Linked DNA regions of Mus musculus: region 1 is linked to region 2. Evidence: chromatin contacts called from public HiChIP or PLAC-seq data. All regions are on one chromosome and are shown on one strand. The core of a region is the stretch at or near the end of the contact, and the rest is flanking DNA. Distances in the headings are between cores, read along the strand shown.

The links. HiChIP or PLAC-seq counts read pairs in DNA pulled down with a chosen protein or histone mark.
Region 1: an H3K27ac HiChIP or PLAC-seq map of extraembryonic endoderm stem cells shows a contact between it and region 2, with 7 times the contacts expected there. The contact joins the enhancer-like site here to the promoter of Abraxas2 in region 2. A contact is called at or near these places in 4 of 39 promoter capture datasets (the 3T3-L1 cell line, frontonasal cranial neural crest, hippocampal neurons and 1 more), 1 of 484 Hi-C or Micro-C datasets (CD8 T cells), 1 of 115 datasets of contacts at active chromatin or transcription factors (extraembryonic endoderm stem cells) and 1 of 9 other capture datasets (adipose tissue).

The regions. Positions count from the first base shown.
Region 1 is chr7:133,722,437-133,729,688 of GRCm38.p6, reverse strand. It overlaps Dhx32 (DEAH (Asp-Glu-Ala-His) box polypeptide 32), which reads left to right. Exons shown (of 12, transcript NM_133941.2): 8 at 4,294-4,485; 9 at 5,140-5,289; 10 at 6,460-6,647. Among named protein-coding and RNA genes, the nearest start is that of Bccip, 17 kb to the right of the region's middle. Within about 2 kb of position 3,373, at least 23 of the 459 cell types and tissues checked have an H3K27ac peak or open chromatin away from gene starts, as enhancers often do. A contact at or near this core is called in adipose tissue and extraembryonic endoderm stem cells, where this site is marked.
Region 2 is chr7:132,853,675-132,860,759 of GRCm38.p6, reverse strand. Abraxas2 (BRISC complex subunit) reads right to left here and starts at 1,535. Exons shown (of 9, transcript NM_198017.3): 1 at 1,427-1,535. The coding sequence starts at 1,525.

The sequences.
Region 1 (7,252 bases), core at 2,124-4,623, 870 kb before region 2:
CACTAGAAGGCTCCTGAGTTAGTGAACCTGGCGCTTCTGTCATCACAGCCACACTCCCAGAGGCATTTGTGAGGATGTCTGCAAGTCTGTGATGGATTGAAAACACAGATTGGTCCAAAGTGCCACAGTCTGTACTAGGGAGTGAGAGAAAGCCACCTGCTAGCTTGGCTCAGTCGTCAGAGCTGCATCAGGAGCTTTGGACAGAGACTCCTCTCTGCAGGCAGGACGCATGCTGCATGCTACCTCCGACAGCCCAAAGCTAAGCAGTTGTTCTACCACTGCACCCGCAAAGACCATAGCTAGAATCTTGTTGTTGTTTATCTATTTTTATTACATTTATCTGAGAAGTTCAGAATACAACTTGCAGGAGTCCCTTCTTTTCTTCCACCATGTGGATTCCAGAGTGTCGTTCAGGCTGTCAGGCTTGTGCTGCAAGCATTTTCCCCACTGAGCCGTCCTCTGGTCTGAGTGCTGGGTCTGCACAGACACCATTGTTTGTGCAAAGGCCACACAGAATTTATCACCATCTTCAGAGAGGGATGTGTGCATTCTTGTGTGTGTGCGTGTGTGTGTGTGTGTGTGTGTGTGTGAGTGTGTGTGTACAAAGAGGAACATTCCAAGAACAGTTTCCAAGACGCAACCCACTGGAGCACCTTGGAAGCATTAGAAAGTCATTTTACAGATAGTGAAAACTTAATTAGGGAGGAAGTTAGAGGCATAGAATAGAAATAGTTTTAATATAACCACAATCAAAGTAACTGCCTCAGGGCTCAGGTCAGCTAGTTAATATTTTTTCATCCCTTAGACAAGTGACTGGGGTTCAATAAATGCTTGGCATTGCAGGTCTGAGCGACTCCTAGCTGCCCAAGGCTACCTACCTAGACTAAGACGGTACTTTCCATAAATGTGCAAACAGACAGTGATCACAGTGATGAGGAGATGTCACCACAGTGCCCCTGAGATGGGTTTCTAGATACTAAGACTGCTGGCCTTGCTCTTTTAGAGTCATGTCAGCTGTGCTCGCAGAGCATGGCTTCTGGAAAGGTGCTGCTCATTAAACAAATACGGAACCAACTGGCTGGCCACTCAGCCTTGGCCAGACAAGAGATTCAAATGTAGAAGTGCTGTGGATCTTGTAAAGGTCCTGTACACACCAGGTACTAGGAAGTGTGGCCTGTGACACTGTCTTAGAAGCTGTTCCCCTCTTCCCCACTCCACCCGCAACACTCCCCCTCCCCCCCCCCCCCGTCCTCATCAGAGCCAGGCTCTTCCATTTTAAGCTTGTACATTTATAAATACTAATTTTATTATTTATTAATTTTTTTATGTGTGTGGATGTTTTGCCTTCATGTAGGTCTGTACACTAAGTACACAGTCCAGAGGAGGATCAGGGTTCCTGTAGGTCTGTACACTAAGTACACGGTCCACAGGAGGATCAGGGTTGTAGTTACAGATGGTGTGAGCCACCATGGAGGTACTGGGAATTGAACCAGGGTTCTCTAGAAGAGGAGCCAGTGCTCTTAGCCATTAAGCTATTGCTCCAGCCCCATGCATTGTTCTGGCCTGTTTTGTTTTTTCCCCTGGTGGTTTTGGTAAAGCCAATGCTATGCTATCTCACTGCAGTGCTAAGCCTTGTTTGAAGCTTGGTCTTAGATGCTGTGGAGTGGGGAGACTTCTAGTTACACTGCAAAGAACATCTTTCAAGGGTATCATTGTGTGTTAAGAGCTAGCAGTCCCGGGGCCTAGCAAACACAGAAGTGGATGCTCACAGTCAGCTATTGGATGGATCACAGGGCCCCCAATGGAGGAGCTAGAGAAAGTAGCCAAGGAGCTAAAGGGATCTGCAACCCTATAGGTGGAACAACATTATGAACTAACCAGTACCCCGGAGCTCTTGACTCTAGCTGCATATATATCAGAAGATGGCCTAGTCAACCATCATTGGAAAGAGAGGCCCATTGGACTTGCAAACTTTATATGCCCCAGTACAGGGGAACGTCAGGGCCAAAAAGTGGGAGTGGGTGGGTAGGGGAGTGGGTGGGAGGGTATGGGGGACTTTTGGGATAGCATTGGAAATGTAAATGAGGAAAATACCTAATAAAAAGTTAAAAAAAAAAAAAGAGCTAGCAGTCACAGTGCCTTATCCTGGGGACACTGACAGCTGTGTCTTGAGGAAGGCCAGCAGTCTTCTTTAGCATAGTGTGAGCAGGCCTTGTGTGGAGACAAACTCAGCCCCTTTCTGACCCGGTTCTCTCTGAGACCTAACTAGTCCCGGTACTGATGTGGCTTGCTTGGCAAAAAGGTTTGAGGGAGGCCTATGGCTGTCTGTGTTCCACTTGTACTTTCTGCTGTGCCACAGGCAGGAGCCAAGCTGGTATGGGCGAGGTCTCAGGGCCCAGCAAAGCTCAGCTGAGCTGTCACCCTTACTCCTGAGCGTCTGAAAGTCTGCCACAGCCATCATCTGAGAGCCAGGCTCGTGGCATGACTTCTATCAGTGTCCCTCTCGTGGTTGGAGAGTCCCCTCTCAGCCCTTCCCATGTCTAGTGACCGAGGAGCCCTAATCTTTCACCCTGGCTGGTAATACAAGCTGAGGAGGAGCATGCTGAGGAAGGCCTGACTATGGCTTTTGAGGCCTGCTTACCAAAGACTTCCTGTCTTGTTCTGTACCTGGAAGTACTTACCCATCCCAGACAAGCAGAGGCATAGGGTTCTGTAACATTCCCGAGGGTAGCTGTATTTGAAACCTGTTTCCTATAGGATAATATAAATACAATGACATGAAATTGTATAATGCCAGCTAGTGCTCCCAGTCCCTCGCTGTTTCAGCACAGCCATGCTCCTTCCTGCAGCCGCCCCTGCACCTTCTCTGGCACATCCGAAGCCCCCTTTCAGGTCCCACAGATCCCTGATGGAACTCTGGGACTACTAAGTAGCCTGTTAGTTCCTTTCCTGGAACTGCAGACTCAAGGCTGTGTGTTTACCAGTAAGGTCAAGCCCAACGTGCCCAGGGAGAACGATAAAGAAAGCATTCCACTTGGTAAATGTTGATGGGGGACGATCACAGGCAATAGGTGAATGATTTCACTGTCTCCCCCGAGTGTTAGTCTCAGCAGGCTCCTCCCCACCCTCTCTGTTCCTAGTCTCTCACCTCAGATGCTCTGCTCTCCCTGCCGTACCCCAGACCACACTTGTGGTTTCTAAAAGCTTTCTTGGCTTCCCGACCATAGTGGGAATGGGATCACATTAGAGCTTGTGAGGAGGCTGCAGTTTCTCGGTGTGCCTTGAATTCTGACCGTTACCTTTGGTGGTCAAAGTGTAAAGATAGCAAGTGAGTCATTGTTTTCTCGTCAGCCACTTAAAACTCAGGGACAGGCAGATTCAGTTGCTTCTGGGTTAGGCCTATAGGTGTTGCCTCCCGAACACCACACACATTCCAGGACTGAGACTGACAAAAGGCAGTTTTCAGGTTTTCAGCACAGTAGGAGTTGGTGTAGCCTTTATAGGAATACCAGGTGGCAGACAGGTGAAACAGTGTATTTAATAGAACTTGGTCCCAGAAGGACAGAGAGTAAGTAGACTTCTTTGTGGAAATTGAGCAGATGTGGAAATTAATACACACTGTAGGAGTGCCCATGTTATCTAAGAAATGAGAGATGGGATAGGTTTGTCTGTTTGCAGTAACCTTGTGTGTTTGTGTCTGGTGTTTCTGCTTTTCTTGTGACTTCTAGGCCACTCTGTCTTAGCTCTCGTTCTCCTTGTCGGACCTCAGTTTACTAGATTCTAGACCATGTATGTTTTGCCTTATTGAGCAACAAATATTATGTCTTCCCTTAAGTATACTCAGGCTAGCTTTGTAGGCTTGTGCAAGAGCTGCTTCCATAGTTCAGCGTTCTGTGCCTGCAGCAGCTGCCGAGCTGGCTGGCCCGTTGGTGAGAGCAGGCTCTGCTCCAGATGTTGTTTGAGTACCACGTGTTCCAAGTCACAGCGACTGGAACATGGCTGCCTGGTCAGGAGAGATCTCGGATCCCTAGATCCTCAACTTTGACCCCTCAGAACTGCAGCAAAATGCAGTGAGTCCGTGGCTGTCCTCTGAGGAGCCTGCCACGGTTTCAGGGTCCTTGTCTAGATAGCCATAAGGTGTACCCTGTCAGCCTCAGAAGCTACGGGCTTAGTGTCTGACCAATTCTTGCTTTACCGATTCTGTTCATTGGTTGTTTGTTTTATGCAAAAATGAAAAGTCACTACGTGCTGCCCCCTCAGTTGTGTAAAATTCACTTTTTTCCTCTTTCCTAGCTCCAGAAAGCCTGATGCAGGCACTGGAAGATTTAGATTACCTGGCAGCCCTGGACAACGATGGGAATCTCTCTGAGTTTGGAATCATCATGTCTGAGTTTCCTCTGGATCCACAGCTCTCAAAGTCTATCTTAGCATCCTGTGAATTTGACTGTGTAGACGAAATGCTAACCATCGCTGCCATGGTAACAGGTATTCCTTAAAGACCTTTCTCTCTAGGTACTGTGAATCCACAGCACGTACAGATTCAAATGGAGTCTAGATGTAAGGGGATAGTAAAGTGTTTTAATAGACTGAGAAGGGGAAACCTTTACAATTACCTTAATTAATGCAAAAACAGAAAAGGCCAAAAGGCGTGGGCTTGGGTTTTTGCCAAAAGGACGCGTGTAGCTCAAAACAGGCAACAAGCAGTAGCCACAGGCGGTGTTTCCCAGACAGCTGGGCGGCCTGTGTTTCCTGCCAGCTTCGTTATTTTATACCGGCTCCTATTATTTTCATACATTCCTTGACAGCAGCATGGACTAAATGCTGTGCTACATCTGAACATAGTCCTGAGCCTGTGTCTGACCCTCTGGGCCCCTTGACATTTGGACACAATGCTTCTACAAGAATATGAGCAGAGTGCTAACTGCTATTGGCAAAACAACGTGCACAAAAAGGACAAAGCACTAAGACCACTCACTTTTCATTTCTTGGCTTCCAAGCCAACAAAAATATTAAGAACAGCACATTGATCCAGAGATCCAAGGCAAGAGTGGGTTTACAGACGGGGGTCCTGCCCCTTGGCACACCATCAGGCCAGGATTGTCCTCCATGTTGCTGACTGTGACTTCTTGCATCTTAAAGCTCCCAGTTGCTTTTTGCACGTGCCTCATGGTGCTGAGGAGGCTGCAGTGACTTGCTGGAAAACGTTCTTGCACCCTGAAGGTGATCACTTTACGCTCATCAATGTCTACAATGCCTACCAAGATACAGTTCTGAACTCTGCCAATGAACGTATGTGACCATGTTCCCCAAAACCACCTCCCCAGTCCCTTCCCCTTCCCCAGAGGAGGCGCAAATACTTGAATTATTTACTAGCCTCCCTTCTCTGATAGTCCCACCAGCCACTTAAACAGAATGGCACTGGGTCCCTAAATATACCACAGGCCACTGCCATCCACCCAGAGGCCTAGCATGTCACGGCACAGGTCTGGATTTGGGGAGCTTTAGTACTCTGGTCAGCCAGCTTTCAGAAGCAGCACGCCTGAAGCACAGAGACGGGTGCACCTGAATTGCAGTGGCTACTGTAATGCCCCAGGTGAGGGCCCACTGCTGGGGAAGCTGCCAGGGCAGGGGACAGATAGCTGGGGTTAGCAGTGGACCAGCCGGCTTCCCCAAAGGAGGCTCCTCCGCTTCCCACAGAGCAGCCTCACTTCCTGTGCTCCAGAAGATGAGGTGTGAATGATGTTTGCAATGATGTAGAAGAACTGAGATCAGATTGCAAGGCTCATGTCAAGAGCAGGGATGCAGTGTTTCCACGTGGACTGGAGGGAAAGGTGATGGATCAGCTTTTGAGCAGCAGGCTGCGTGATGGCATCAGACCAAGTGTGGACTTCTGTTACTCTGAGTGGGACATGTGGACAGGACAGGATAGATGAGGGTCTGATGTCCACTGGGCCAAGGCTATCCACATTCTTCAGTCAAGACACAGTTACAGGTGCCAAGAAAGTACCTTCAAACTGAATCAGACTAGCACATTTGAATTTAAAACAAAGTTGTACCTAGGGTAAAGGAGCCAGTGTTTGACATAATGAACTCCCAGGTCAGCCTGGCAGGTCCTTACTAAATGAAGTATGGGATGATCCGAGGAATAGATGCTAACAGCTTCCCTTCAGCTCTGGGTCTCTAGCTCTATACATCCTTGCTGTTCAGAGAAGGAAGTGTGCATGCTGATGCAGTCTCCGGTGCCTCCACAGGCACAGGCGACAGCAGTGTGCTTCTCACACTGACACACTGTCTAGTATGGTGAGCTCACATACCCTCAGCAGCAGCTATGGGTGTGGCGGATCCCACAGCCCCAGTGAACCTAATCCTAGCCACCTTCCTACCACTCACTCCCATGGCCTTCCATAGAGCTTAGAGAAGTCTAACACACCATCTGAGTGGCCTTTGTTCTCCCTCTAGACTGTGTGGAGATGTGGTGTCACGATTGCTTCCTCAGCTGCTCTGCTCTCAGGATGGCAGACGTTATCCGAGCAGAACTCTTAGAGATCATCAAGCGGATCGAGCTTCCCTATGCAGAGCCTGCCTTTGGCTCCAAGGAAAACGGGTTGAACATCAAGAAAGCGCTGCTCTCTGGGTACTTCATGCAGGTAAGCAGGGCAGAGCTGTCCTGGCAAGTGTGAGCCCCACATGCCTGGGAAACTCAGCCAGCACTCTCTCATGGTGATGGTTTGATTGACCTTAAACTTTTTAAGGAACACTAAAAAGATGTTATCTGAGGTTTGGTATTTAAGTACATGTCTTCTCAAGCCAGAATCCTTTATGTTAATTTGACACACCACAGCTCCTCTTCTCTGTTTACTAGTGATCTGAGAGCACAGCAAGCCAATGTACTACTGCCTCAGCTGTTCCTTTCGTCCCTGTGAGGAGCCACATTAGTGCCAATGATAGTAGATATGTCCTTCACATCAGAGTACACAACACTGTACCAGTGTTAATGACTTTGCAGAATAGTTCTTCATCTGTGAGGGAAAGCAGGTATCTATGTAAGAGGGCAGAGTATGAGCTGAGCTGACGACCAGGCAGAGGTAGCCTGGAGCACGTGGACAGCATGGCAGAGCAAGCATGCTGGGGTTTATTTAATAACCTCAACGCTAACTTAACAGCAGCCCTAAAGTGCTGCGGCTACACTGTCACCGGCTCAGGTTTAAAGACAAAGTCACTGTGCCTTATTTTCTACTATCTGAAAATAGGA
Region 2 (7,085 bases), core at 286-2,785:
CTCATGCCAAGTAGGAGATAAATATTAAGGAAATTGCTATTAAATAGCTAGAAAGCTAGAGCTGGGTTTAATGGCTTCCCCTTGAAATCCCCACACTTAGGATTGGGGGTGATCAGGAGTTCAGGGCCAGCCTTGACACTATCTCAAGACAACAAAGAATAAATAACAAGTGAAGAAACGGAACTATGGCAGTTTCTAGAAATACTGTCCAAGTTTCTTATCTTTATAATAATCTTGTCTTATACACAAACTATGACATTCCTAGGTACTCTCTAAAACAGAATAAATAAGCACCCTGAACTCGTAACTGCAGTCCATGGACGCTAGGAACTTTACAACCACTTACAGTATTAAGAGCTAGCTGCAATACTGAAGGCTAGTAGGTCAGAGCTGGCTTTAGGAAAAAAAGCAGAACAATGCTGAATATATTCCTATCAGTAATCTCTGCCATCAACACTGCAGAGATGAAAAGAACAGTAAATTCATTCCACTCAGTATACTCATGGAATCGCCTCTCAGAATCAGTCTTTATTAATGGAATCGAAGATCAGTGACATCAAACCAAATCCAGTTTCCCTTCTAACTACTGTTTTTATAATGACAACCACAAAAAGCCCCATCTCTTATTCAATGAATTTAAATCGTTCACCAATAACAACAACACACACACAAACCGCTAATTGGTGGGAGAGTAATGTCCTGTAAAAGCACCTATTTCACAAATAATTTCCAGAGGTCAACGGCATTGAAAGGCAATTCGTAAAATAAAGACACCGAAGAGTCCTATGGACTCCATGGCCTGTACATTTCTGATCGCTCATAAGTGGGCCTGTCACTTCCCTCTTAAGACAAGTTCCGGGGATTAGAACACTCGCTGAGGAACTAAACAGGCAACTTTGAGGAAGTGCAAACAAGACTCTGCACCTAACGAGCCTATTCACATTCTCCATTTTCCACTGGGGTGAAAAAAAAAAAAATCCAAACAGCCACATCTGATAAGTATGAACGGTGACAGACACGACGACCCGTGTGGCCGGGGGTCAGAACTTGGATCCTCTCCTAGATTACAACCCAGACCTTTGAACTCCATCCCGACCCAAGGCACTCAAGTCTGGAAGCGCGATTCTCAGCGAGGGGTAGGCACCCAGTTTTGGCTAGGCGACTCCTGACACTGGCGGGGCCGGGCGCTTTAGGTCCTTTGGACTGAGAACAGCTGTGCCAGGACCCGCCCGAGGCCGAGAGCGCCAGAGAAGGGCCCGCGGGGTGCAGGAGCTGGAAGGGGGCGGGAGCCGCCTGGGTCACCAGCTCATCGGTTTGTCCCGGGGATTGAAGGCCGAGCCTCCAGCGGTCGTCGCTTGGCCGCAGGCGCCGGCCTGAGGAGGAAGCCGAAGGCCCCAGCGGCCACGGCAGGGGGCCCGGCACCTACGTGGTCGGCGTTGCTGTTGGCGCTGTGGAAACACACAGCGCTGAAGGTGTAGCCCGAAATGGAAGCCGCCATGATGGAAATCTCCACCTCCCCCATCATGCCCCGCGGAGGGTGCACAGCCTTCCGGACGCCCCGCCGCTGAGCATCCTGGGAAATGAAGTCCTCCAAGCTACTCGAAGCTAGGACAGGGAAGTAAAGGATTCCAGATCAAAGAGAACCAGCACCTTCAGTTTTGTGTGTTCCTCAGACACCGGCCTGTCTGTACAGCCTTGTTATAATCCAGTTTGTCCCTTCTGCAAATGAAGTTGAAGGATGGAAGGCCGGAGATGATTCCAGCAATTGAACAGGTTGAGATTTGACTTGGGAACAGCATGATGTAATTTCAACTTGAACAGACCACTTTGCCTGCCTGGTTGAGACTAATGCGTAGGAGAAATGGAAGGGAAGGAGATTTACAATAATCCCCACCTGGTGCAGTGACAGGGGAATTATGGTCAGAAGTAGTGGAGCTGGTAAAACGATTGGATTCTGGACTCAAAAACAATTCAAATATAAGTCGTGTAAGGGCAGAAGGGTTGCATGTCGGAGGCCAGCCAATGAATGCTACATAGACTTGTTTCAACAAACAACAAAAACAAAAACCTTCAAGTTTGACAAAAATCATAGAAGACAAAAACAAATAAGTAGCAATGAATAAACTATCAAATTTAGAAAGAAAAAAAAAAAGGGAACTATTTCTTCTGCAGCTTGCTAAGACTTCAGTATTCCTAGCTGGGCTCCTGATTTCCCTACAGAGCTACTTCTCACTTCTTTTCCAAGTTCAGCAAATAAAACTGTTTATGACAATTACTCAAATCAAAACCTTTGCAGCTGGGGCTGGAGAGATGGCTCAGAGGTTAAGAGCACTGACTGCTCTTCTGAAGGTCCTGAGTTCAAATCCCCGAAACCACATGGTGGCTCACAACCATCCATAACGAGACCTAGCGCCCTCTTCTGGAGTGTCTGAAGACAGCTACAGTGTACTTGCATATAATAAATAAATAAATCTTAAAAAAAAAAAAAAAACCTTTGCAGCTAGCCTTAACAACTTCTTTTCTCTTGTTCCCTACATCAGATCAGCTAAAACGATCTTCAAAAAAATACTGAGTCCTACGATTCACTACCAGCACATCTGCCACCCTGACCCAAAACACCATTTTCTCTCTCCTGGTTATGACAACTTCTCAGAGTCCCAGTTGGTGGCAATTTTGCCCTTAAGGGATGCTTGACATTGCTAGGAGATATTTTCCAATGCCAACCCCAGGGGAAGGAGGTAAACTCAGGAAAGGCCTCATAACAGAATTAACCAGTCCAAAATGTCGAGGTAATGAAGTGAGGCTGTTGACCTGCAAATATATCCTCAACACAGTCAGTGAAATGATCATGGTAATGTTTAGATATAAGGTGTCAATTATACCTGGCCAGCCTCCAAATCCTACGCCGACATGCCCTCCCCCTGCATTCCTGCTTCTGCTACCCTGATAGACTTGGCTACAGCTACAACAGTAGCCTTTTTGCTTTCTGGAAGCACTGAAAGTTCATCAGGTCATAGTGCCTTTACATATGTCCCTTTCCTCTGCCTGAGATGCTGGTCTCTTGGACAACTATATAGCTCACTGTTTTATGCCTGCCCTGGGTGCTTTGAAAGGCCACCCAGACCTCTTCTTGCAGGACTGATTGATTTAGCCTGGCTGCTGGGGAAGTTTTCCATTGACAGCTCCCAGTTCACATCTCCTGGAACTATTCCCTGTGAGAGAGAACCTAATTTTCCAGCTCAGTTAGTTTTCTTATCCAGTTTAAGACCACCTGCCTAAGTGCCACCCACAAAGAGCTGGGCCTTCCTACATCAATTAGCAATTGCTGGAAATAAAATCCGATGGCTCACTTTTCAAAGGTGTCTCTAGCCAGCTTAGGTCCAGCTAACAGTGAACAGAAAACAGAAGGCCCTTGCTAATGCTTGATAGTCTAGCTAAGTACCCCTCCCCCAAATGTTAATAAGCTACTCCCCCCAAACTGAAAGTTTAGAGTATAAAAAAATCTCAAACATCCAAACTTTTCTACAAGATCATTCATTGGTTTGATATGCTTTAAAATATGCAAGATGTGAAACATGGAGATAGATCCAGACATGGTTTTGGTTGTTAGGACTATATCCTTTTAATTATTAAAAAAAATAAGAAAGGGTCATTCCTTAGGGTTTGTAGACAGTGTTCTGCATTCAGTAGGCTTGCTATCATAGGCTGACACAGAAATTTTCCAGGTTGCAAAATAAACTGCTTCATTTTCTCTACTCTGAGTTACCAGTACTCTTTTTTTTTTTTTCCCCCGAGACAGGATTTCTCTGTGTAGCCTTGGCTGTCCTGGAACTCACTTTGTAGACCAGGCTGGCCTCGAACTCAGAAATCCGCCTGCCTCTGCCTCCCAAGTGCTGGGATTAAAGGTGGGCGCCACCACTCCCGGCTCAGTACTCTTATTATGAAGTGAGAATCATTGTTTCTGACACAATCAAGAGGGTCTCCCACAATTGTGCCCATAGGTTTTCACCATATGGGTTGTGACCCCAAATGTCAAATATTGTGCATGTCAGATAACAGTAAGAAAATTACAGCCCACCAAGCCAATCTGATATAGACAGTTTCTCAACTGGGGGTCTCTTCCCAGATAATTGTAGGATGTGTCAAGTTGACAAAGCTCACCAAGACAAACTCTTACCACCATCTAGCATTGTCTGTACTTTTAATTCTATTTCCCTGTTTATTATTTTTTCTCTGCTAGCCTATTCTAAAATTCATGAAGGATTCATGTTTTAGTTGCTTGCAGTTGCAATTTTTTTTTTGTCCTATGGAATTAATGCCAGGCATGGAGATACTGCCTATTTTGTAACTGTTGAGTAAATGTTGTGTGGGAAAATGTAGAGTTCAAAGGAAGATGGTTTTATTCTATCAGCAGGTTGCTATAGAGATATGAAGATATGCTGGGTTGGTGGTGTGTGCCTTTAATCTTAGTATTTGAGAGGCAGAGGCAGGCACCACTAGCCTAGTACAAAGTTTGTTCCCTGGACCCCGCATGGTGAAAGAAAGGAACTAACTCTTGAGGGTTGTCCTCTGATCTCTATACTCACAATGAAGGTGTGTGTGTATGTGTGTGTGTGTGTGTGTGTGTGTGTGTGTGTGTGTGTGTATGTGTGTGATGCTTCCATACACAACAAGCATGTAATCATATCTTTAAAAGAGAGGGTCTTACCAGGCAATGGTGGCCCATGCCTTTAATCCCAGCACTCGGGAAGCAGAGGCAAACAGATCACTCATTTTGAGGCCAGCCTGGTCTACAGAGTGAGTTCCAGGGCAGCCAGTGCTACACAGAGAAACCCTGTCTTGAAACCAAAAGAAAAACAAAACAAAACAAAACAAAAGGGCCCAAAGGCATGGGGGCGAGCATAACAGTAGCAAAATTATAGTTATGAAGTGCTAAGGAAAGAGTTTTGTGTTTGAGGTCACCACAACCCGGGGAATTGTACTACAGGGTTGCAGCAATAGGAAGGCTAAGAACAGTTGTGCTAGGGGGCCTTTACCTGGTATACTTAAAACCTGAAATACTTCAGAGTTTGGAGTGATTTGGAGTTTAAATTTTTGGGTTGCTGATTTGGCCAGTTGTTTTTTTGTCAACTCAACACAAACCTGGACTTAGCTGGGGAAAAGGAATCACAACTGAGAAACTGCCTTCACCAGATTGGCCTCTGAATATGATTGTGGGACATTTTCTTGATTTCTAGCTGAAGTGTGAGGGTTCAACTCACTCTGGGCAGTGCCATCCTTGGGCACGTGGGTTGGGGCTATTTAACCTCTAGCCCCAACTCCAATTTTTGCTTCTAGCTGCCTGAATTTCCCTTTATACCTTAAATTCAATGAAACAAAACTCAGCCCCCTCCCCATGCCTCCAGACACCCATCCTTCTCTCTCTCTCTCTCTCTCTCTCTCTCTCTCTCTCTGTGTGTGTGTGTGTGTGTATCTGTGTGTCTGTGTGTGTGTGTGTGTGTGTGTGTCTCATTTTTTTGAGACAAAGTTTCTCTGTGTAGTCCTGGCTGCCCTGAAACTCACTCTGTAGAGCTAGGATTAAAGGCATGGGCTACCACCATCTAGACAGACTCTTTCTTTAAAAATTTTATTATATGCTTATTGTGTATTGTAACTACTACTGCTGCTGCTGCTGCTGCTGCTACTATAGGAGCAAGGCGTGGGGAGCAATGCAGTGAGTGTTCCTCTGTGGACTCTGCTTGAGTTCCTGCCTTGTTTTTCCTCAGTGATGAGCTGTACAATCTGTATGCCAAATAGACCCTATTCTCGATGAGATGCTTTTGGTCAGTATTTTATCACAGCACAAGGAAAGCCAACTAAAGCAAAGATGCCCAACCTGTAGTAAAGATAAGAGCTGACATTTTCTGAACCCTGACTATATGCCATGCCCTTTCTAAGCTCTCTAAACATACAGTATGCTCACTTGCAGTTCCTGACATCTCTTTGAAGCGGCATCTTTTTAAGCCCCATTTTATAGTTGCAGAACCAGAACTTAGATTTACTGACTATTTCTCATGTGTCAGACAGGTTGTATTTGGCTGGACTAATCTCATATGTATTCTCAGAGTGTCTTGTGTGACAGGTGCCACTATTATGCTTGTTATAATAGAGGCTTCACAAACTGACCTGGGGAAATTCAAGAACTTGCCCACAGTGATGCTTTAAAACATGGCGTGCGGGGCGGGGGGGGGGGGTGTTCTAACTCAAGAAACAACTGCCCAGTGTCCCCTTTCAAAAGCTCACATCAAAGCAAAAGGAAGAGATGGGGGCAGAGAAGGGAGCTTGTTCTAGAAGTGTGTTCTCTGGTCCTGAGTGTTGCATGGTCAGAAAAGGGAAAGCTCTGCCCTATGACCACGGAATGTCAAATGGGAAGTGCTTAAGGATTCTGGGAAGCATGGTTCCAGAGGAGCTACCAGTGGGCACTGTGCACAGAGAAAACAACAAAACAAATCAAAACAGAACCGACGCTGGCAACCTCAAGTTCTACAAGTCTGCCTGTGGCCTCACACAAGTGGTGCTCAGTGGGAGGGGCTGTGTCCCTCCTATAGTTCTGCTTCTCTCTGGTGCTAGGCAGCTTACCCAGTGGAACCTCTCTCCCAGCCAAGAATCCCGTTTCCCTGGGTGATCAGAGGTGGTGCCCCACAGTCCTCAGCACTAAGCAGCCAGAATAATCCTTCCTGGAGCCAGAGAAGAAACTTGGTATAAACCATGTTGGGTCCCCCCACCTCCCCCAGGGCTCCATACCGACAACTGTTTATAGCTTTCATCACACACAGCAAAAACATCTTAACTGTTGGCAAGACATGAGGCTGAAGATGGGCTTATCTTTCATGGATGCTTCTTAATTAAAACCTAAAACTTTTAAAGACCCAGTCTGTCACACTCAGGCTTTCTTTCTGTAGCATCTAGAGTCTAGAAAAGATCAAAACAGCTACTTGCCCAGGGCAGCACTAATTGGCTGTGGTATCCGGTGGTTTTAGTGCTCTGTAATAAGGTTACTTACGCTCTTTCTTGAGTTCTTTAATCACTATGTACATGGATTTCCA